Linked DNA regions of Sus scrofa: region 1 is linked to region 2. A link is a contact called in public Hi-C data. All regions are on one chromosome and are shown on one strand. Each heading gives the region's core, a stretch centred on a gene start, on an enhancer-like site or on the middle of the called end of the contact. The rest is flanking DNA. Distances are from core to core; before and after follow the strand shown.

What was found. Hi-C and Micro-C count contacts between places; a contact is called where the count stands out from the background.
Region 1: a contact with region 2 is called in a Hi-C map of alveolar macrophages, with 1.8 times the contacts expected there. The contact joins the promoter of TMEM192 here to the promoter of KLHL2 in region 2. A contact is called at or near these places in 1 of 5 promoter capture datasets (liver), 8 of 47 Hi-C or Micro-C datasets (alveolar macrophages, fetal liver, heart right ventricle and 3 more) and 1 of 2 datasets of contacts at active chromatin or transcription factors (alveolar macrophages).

Annotation. Positions count from the first base shown.
Region 1 is chr8:43,959,057-43,963,022 of Sscrofa11.1, reverse strand. TMEM192 (transmembrane protein 192) reads right to left here and starts at 2,353. Exons shown (of 6, transcript XM_003128993.5): 1 at 2,237-2,353. The coding sequence starts at 2,245.
Region 2 is chr8:43,868,534-43,872,511 of Sscrofa11.1, reverse strand. It overlaps KLHL2 (kelch-like protein 2), which reads left to right and starts at 1,501. Exons shown (of 15, transcript XM_005666650.3): 1 at 1,501-1,753. The coding sequence starts at 1,728.

The DNA.
Region 1 (3,966 bases), core at 1,104-3,603, 90 kb before region 2:
AAATACAATGTGTATGGTGGCTATATCAAATACACTGTCCTCTGGATCCTATAGGAAATGTAGGAAAACCATACAAGCAGCAAGCTGTCAGTCTCCGTAACTCACCATCTGCAAGTGAAAGGTAAAGGGCGGACAACCCTGATCCAAACCTTCTCTTCATTTCCACAATTAACAACTATACTGCGTCCTGGAGAAGATGTCTGTTGTCTTGCCCATACCATCTCTTCCCACTTCTTTTGTGACAATAACTGCTTCCTTTGGGAATCAATGTCTAACTCTGCACTCTCAAGGGGAACATCCTTCAATGTTCCTCACCCTCCTTAGCCAAGGGCTAGTAATGCACCAAAGAGGGCTGGGCCAATTCAACTCTCTCTGAGCAGCTAAGCAAAGGGAAGCCATGGTTAAGGCACATCCATCCCAGGACAGATTCTGAAAGGACTCCAGTAATTGGATCCCTTGAGCTGCCCTTGTCTGGTACTTTCAGAGGCCAAGGTGTTCATCTCCCTATATCCTTACAAATAAATCCCTTTTATTTTGGCCAAACCCATGGCATGTAGAAGTTTCCAGGTCAGGGATCAAACCTGCATCAGAGCAGCGACCCAAGCCACTGCAGTGACAACACAGGCTCCTCAGCCCACTGTACCACAAGAGAACTCTCACTTTCTTCCTTAAAGCAGCCATAATGGGAGTTCCCATCTGGCTCAGTGGTTAACAAATCCAACTAGGAACCATGAGGTTGCGGGTTAGATCCCTGGCCTAGCTCAGTGGGTTAAGGATCCAGTGTTGCTGTGTGTGGTATACACCAGCGGCTACAGCTCCGATTAGACCCCTAGCCTAGGAACCTCCATGTGCAGCGGGTGCGGGCTTAGAAAAAGACCAAAAAAATGAAAAAATAAGCAACCAGAATGGGTGTGCTTGCTTATAAACAATGAATCCTAACTAAAAAGCTTTTGCCGCTTTGAGGTGTCTGGGCCTAAGATAAAGCACAGTTTTTAGCTTTTTACTGAGTGGTAGAAATCATATCCATAAAATACCAAAAGCAGACAACCTTCTCAGATCTAAAGTGATTTAGCTATATAGCTGTTGGTGAAACATTACTCTCCAATGTTTGGTGAAACAAATTTCTAGGATTGCATGCATCCTAAAACTAAAAGCTATAGATTCAAGAATCCTAGGGCAGCCTAGCACCAACCAAGAGGCATTTACTGCACATATTTTTCTAAGAGTCTCTCCTTTTCCTCTCAGAAACTCATATTCTCCATACATTGTCAGTTCATGAATTTCATCCTTAAAAAATTTAGAAACAAAGAACTTTTCTTTAAATATATGTCTCAAATCTATTTCCAGGAATTACAGTAAGCATTCATTTTCTCAACTGAAACTGAATTTTTAAGTCTTATTACGAGAAACTGGTTTTTATTCAGTCAAGATAACTGAACTTCAGTCATTATTTGCATAAGAATCTAAGGCCTTGTGGGGCCTGTGAGGCCGGAACTGTGTTTCATGTGTCCTGCTGGAGTCACCTCATTCAGTAGTAGGATCACAGTAATATTTCTATTAATTTATTAACCCAAATTAGTGCTTTAATATAACTGCCAACTTTTCGTTTCTCTTAGGCAATAATTTATTTTGTGCCAATGGGCAACCTAGGGAATTGTGGACACAAATACACGCTTCCCCTAAAAATGTTTTAATACATTCAAGCAAAGATTTTTGCTTATAACTAGGGCACTGCTTTTTTAGTAATCCGGTTTGGATCCATCTACTTAGAAATTTAAAAATCCCTTCATTCCTACCATGCCATGATTCAAAACATCTCGACATTGTTTTTCTCCAATGTGGGTTTCCGGGCGATGACAGCGACAGGTCTGCCCGTGGGACGCCGAAGCCGGTCCAGGTCACAGCCTTCCAGGCCAAGGCCTGGGGCCTCGAGGAGCAGAACTCGGCTCTGCGCCCGGGTCCACACCTGCACCGCGGGCTGCTCCAGCTCTGGGACCCAAGATGCACCCGTACGGGGCTAAGCGTCCAGCCTCCCCCCATTAAATAAGCCGGCCTGGCGCGAGGCGTACTCCGCGGACTCCCGCTTGCCTCCTGCCAGGGTCCCAGGCCCAGGCAGCCCCGCGCAGGAGACGCCCCTCCAGTCAATGTTGCGCCCACCCCCATCTCCGCCCAGCGCGCCCAGCACCGAAAGAGAGGCTCCAGGCTGGCCGCCGGCCACCTGCATCTGCACACTCACATCCTCCATACTGCCCGCCGCCGGAGGCCGCAGCCCCGCCGCCTGGCCTCCAAACCTGCTCTCGGTGCCTGCTTCCGGGACCCGCCCCTGGACCGGCACCTCGCTCCCGATTGGCAGAGGCGCAGAGGGCGGGCTCCAGCGCTTCGCTCAAGGGCCCACTTCCAGAAGCGTTCCAGGACCCGCCCCCTCACTCTCTATTGGCAGAGGGAGCGGAATGACTGGCCACGCCCCTCGCTTCCAATTGGCAGATGCAGAGACAGCGACACAGACACCTCGATTTCAATTGGCAGAGGCGGAAGGGGGCGTGACTCTCGCCGAAGACCCGCCCAGGGAGGCTGGTGCAGGTGAGAGGTCTTGGGTGCCTGAGAGTGCCTTGGTTGCGATCTCTTGTCCAGTGCGTGGTTGGCAGGAGAATTGGGCACTAAAGCATGCGTTCCAAGTCCCAGAGTTTGAACTACTTTCGGCCACCACTCATTTCTTTGAACATTAAGTTTTCTTGGTGTTCCTTAATTTTCGCTTGCAGCACACCTCTGTGCATAGAACCAGCGGTAGAATCCCAGGTTCGCATTTATAGATCAGAACTCCACCAGCAGAGGGAGCCAAAGCGAATAAAGACTGATTTCTGTGATACATTTAACAGATTTCACCAGTACATGAGGCAGTAAGGAATTTTTAGGGCTGTCATGGGTTTGGGAGGGTGTTTTTTTGTTTTGCTTTTGTTATTTTTGGCGTAGCCCACTGGTCTGCAGAAGTTGGGGGGGCGGGGTCAGGAACTGATCCTGAGCTGCAGTTGCCACCCAAGCCATAGCAGTGATAGTGTGGATCCTTAACCCTCTAGGCCACCAAGGAATTCTCCAGGTTTGTTTGTTTGTTTGTTTGCTTGCTTGCTTGCTTGTTTGTTTTTAGGGCCGCAGCTGCAGCAGGTGTAAGTTCCCAGGCTAGAGGTTGAATCAGAGCAGCAGCTGCCAGCCTACACTACAGCCACAGCAATGCCAGAACCAAGCCACAGCTGAGTGAAGCCAGGGATTGAACCCACATCCTCATGGATACTAGTCGGGTTCTCAAGCAGCTGAGCCACATGGATAACTCATCTATGGGTTTTTAAGCGGAACTGAAAATGAAACGATTACATTTTCTGAAAATTCACTAGTATTCTTAAGCAACAAGGAAAGTAAAATTTTCTGTTTATAACCAGTCCCCACAGATAATGCTGATACTAGAGTAGCAAATACTATCATACTTTTTAATGCTTATTTGCACATTGTTTTTGGTGTAATCTTGTTTACACCATTGGTGAAATAAAATCATTTAAATATCAGCAAAGAAAAAGATAGTCTAATTCTCCACTTGCTCTTTGAAAATCTCACAAAATTTAAAAATTTTTAAAATCTCCTGAGTTTCCATGAATTATTTCCTAAGAGCCTTATCTGTATATGTTTTTCCCCTTGATGTTTTATTTCTAAAATGTTAAAACCTATGGAAATGTTGAAAGACTAGTACAGTGAACATCCATGTACCCCCACATGGATTCAACAGTTACATTACACAAACTCATTACACTAACAGTCGCTCTGTGCGAAGGTGCTTGCTCTGTGTGCATTTTTTAACTGAACTCTTTCAAAGTAGGCTGAGGACATAATGAAACTTTATTCCTAGCTACTTCAAGGCCTAAAAATAAGGACATTTTCCTACAATATCATCATCATCATCGTTATTTGGCTGCAGAATGC
Region 2 (3,978 bases), core at 252-2,751:
AGCATGTATAAATCAGAGTTTACAAATACTCCCCCCAGCAACCCACAAATTCGTTTCTTCTCTATTTTCCCAATCTGAGTAAATATCAACTCCACTCCCCTAAGAGTCCAGACCAAAACCCTTGGGATCATCTTCCACTCTGCTCTCTTATATCTAAGCTATTGGCAATACCCTTCTGCTTTATCTTCTCAGTAAAATCAGTGCCTGACCATATTCTCCATCACTCTGGGAATCCCAGTCAGGTAGCTTCTTTGCTTGCATTCTTGCTTCTCTACACCCATGGCTCATATAGCAACCACTCATCTTTTTAAAAATTTCAGTTTTTATTACGAACCTTTTAAAACATGAACATAAATACACATACATGACTACTCTCATGCACTCATCACTCAGCATCAACAACTAACATCTTGCTCATCTTCTTTCTTTTATTACCTACCCTCCCTTTTTTGGCGGAGGATTTTAAAACAAATTCCAGCAAAGTCATCCCTTTAACGACCAGATCAACTTGCTCACAAGTTTTTCTTGTTTCTTTTCTCAGTAAAATTCAAATCCTTTTTGATGGTCTAACAGGCTTATGAGATCTGTCACTACCCACCCCCCACCCTCCCCCTGCAACACACACACCATCTTCTCTCACTCTCTCCAGTCTTCATGCTTCAGTTACTAGAGTGGTTCCTAAACCCTAGAGGGAATCAGCATCCTCTGGAGGGCTTGTTAGGCACAGACTGCTGGGCCTCACCCCTTGATTCTGATTCAGTAGATCTGAAGTGGGCCTGGAGAACTCGCATTTCTAACCACCCCCCACCCCAAAATGCATACATCCAGAACCATCAGCTACACTGTAGTTGTATTCTTCCCAGCCCTCTATGCCAGGAGTCTCTGAACTGCTCTTCCCTCTGCCCTGAGCACTCTTTGCATTACTCAAGATTCGCTTTCTTCCATCTCTGTTCAAAGGACATGTTTTGACAGGCCTTCCTTGACCATCATTTAGCATCCGGTCTCCTCGCCCTGATTATTTGGTATCCTCACGGTGGGCACCGTTCGTTGGCTCAGTTTCCCTTGTCACGTCCACATGGACAGGTGCGTGGCCACGGAGACCTGGTTTTGCTCTGCGTCCCATCCCAGCGCCGAGACCTTGCCCAGCAGATGCGACGAGCGGATCGCAGCCTGAGCAGGGAGGATCCAGTTCCAGCTTGAGACCCTGGACAGGAGAGTCACTTCTGGCCTTTTCACCGTCCATACAGGAAAGGTCGGCCACGCCCATCCCTCCCAGGTCCCGGGCGCAGGTGGGGAGAGAATAGAGCAAGCGCCTCCGTGGAGTTGGGCAGTCAGTGAGCGCCGAGCGCCGGGGTGCCGCGCTTTCCGGTCGGACCGCGCCCTCACCCCTCCACCTCCAGCGTAGGGGCTGGAGGACCCACCGGGGAAGCGGCCGGCGGCTGCAGGAAGGGGCGGGGCGGAGCCTCGCGGGCGCGTCACACCCGGAAGTGCCCGCCCTCTGCCCCGCCCCCAGCAGCGCTGGCAGGCGGAGCGCGCCCGCCGACTGGGGCCGCCGAGTGGGGCCGCAGCGGGTGCGGGTGCGGGCGCGGGCGTGGGGCGGCGGCGGCGGCGGGCGGGCGCCCGGGCGGATGGGACGCGGCTCGGCGGGCGGGCGGGGCCGGCGTCCGCAGCTGGAATGGTGCAGGCGGCGGCGGGCGCCCGCGAGCTGAAGCCCGAGAGGAGCCGCCATGGAGACGCCGCCGCGGCCTCCCGCGTGAGTGAGCGGACGGGCAGCGGGCGGGGCCGGGCCGGGCCGGGCGGCGGGCCGGGCGGCGGGCGGAACCCAGCCTGGCCCGCGGGCGGGGCGTCGCCGCGCGGGGTATGGGGAGGGTCCTCCGCGGCGTGCGGGAGCCCCGGGAGGCCGAGCCTACGCGGGATGTAGACCCTGTATGCGCGCGAGGCCGTCGGAAAGGGAAGCTGTAAAGTATCGATGCCGGTGCGGCGAGGAATTCCCCTCAGCTCGCCTTATTCTCCCAATTTCTAGCAAAATTCTCTCTGAGGAGGTTGCACATCACTCTGTGCGAGCCGAGCCGCGGCTGTTAAGGGCATGTGACCTCTTTTACCTGGTACTGCAGAAAATCGTATCCAGAAATCACAGCATCTTCTGTTTGCCTGGCACCCTGTGCGAATGAGTAGTGTGCGACCTGCCAGGCACAGGTGTCTTTTTCCTTGGTACCCAAGTACAGTCAAGACCACCTGCAACAGAATTGCTTCCAGAAATAACAGCCGAACAATTAATGTGGTAGACATAGAAGATACTGCATTATTCAGTACAAGATTTTTCTGAACATTTTGTTAAAAGTGAACTATAAATCCCCAGGAATTTTGAACACTTCAATTTTGATTTGCTGTCTTAGTTTAACCTTTATGAAAGAACAAGAGCCTTTTGAATCTGACTTTTCAAGCGCAAGCAGATCTTATTTTGAAGAATCGTGTACCTTTTCATGACAGCTTGTTTTTGGAGCTTTATCATTTTTCATTTAGATTTGGCTAGCTTCCCTCCAAGGCGGTTGTACCACTCCAGCCTTTGGTGGTTATTTGGCAGAATGCCAACCAGAATAGAAATATTTGATTTGGACTGAATAATTTTTTGGTGTTTAGCCCTTTTAGGAGAGCTGATAGGATTCTGGAACTACAGTTTCTTAAAAGTACCTTACAGAAATTTTAGCTTGAGTGGAACAAGTCATGCGGGATCTAGGGAATACATTCCTCTCTTGAATTCCTCCTGGGTTGGTAGGAACAAGAGATCAGTTGCTTCCTGGTGGCAGTGGCTTCAAGGGCTTTGTGATCTGGTCGTGCTCTTCAGTGGGTTCAGGAAGGCTCCTGAACTTCTAGGAAACATGATGCGGGATTGTTAGCATCAGCATCATGAATGCACAATCATGTGTGTTCTGTCCAGGCTCCGAGGTAGGCAAGGCAGGAAATGCTACCTGTCTATAGACAACAGGTAATATAGAGAATATCCCACATAGTATGTTAGCTTTTGTAGACCTGCCCCCTTTATCTCAGTTCCCTGCAGTCTCTTTTTGATTCTGGAACCAGGGAACTAAAGGAAAGAGAATAGGGACCTTAGAGTGCAGGTAAGAAAAGGGTGGGGAAAGCAGGCTCTGAAGGGAGATAGAGACAAAAAAATGATTTAAATAGAAATGATGAAAAATGAAATAAATGCAAGTGTTGATACACTGAATCAAAGACAGATAAACTAATCATAATTTTGGTGTCCAGCGCCATTCTTTGCTATTGAGACTTCATCAGTGGTGCTGGAACAGTGAGAGGCTGAGATATAATGGAAAGCCTGAATGCCATAAGGGATGAAAGATCGGTTTAAAATATAAAAACAAAAACCAAACACTCCTTTCAGTCATGGGTGGCTCAAGTTGGTGAGACTTTTGTTTCTGTTCATTTAATAATAAATACGAAAGTTTTGTTTTCGTTTGCTCTGTTTGGAATAGCCCTAATTTCAGAACTGTAGTATTTTTTCTATTCTGTATATCAGAAATAATTATTCTTCCCACCCCTTGGCCTGTGTGCCTCCACTCTCAATAACTTGTTTTTTCCTTCCACACTGAATGCTGGGTGCTAGATTTGAGAAACGAGAGCTCTTGGGGAAGGAGCTTTGTCAGGCCTCACTGTGCTAGAACTGGGCCAGGACAGAGGCCAGTGAAGTTTATTGGGACGGCTCAGCTTTTCATAAGGTTAGATTTTTAGCCTGAGCTTTAAGGCAACAAAAGTTGTTTGACGTGGACTTCAAGTGCCTTGGATGATGTTGGAAGCACAGAATCAAATCCTCTCTGTGTGAATGTTGGTTCATTAATTCATTTGTCCTGCAAATATTTGAATGCCTGTCTCTTCCTGGCCCTGAGTGTGATACTTCTGCTCCTGCTTCTCTTTTAACAGCCAGTTTTGCATCATTTTCAAGTCCCACCTTGCTCCCTTTCA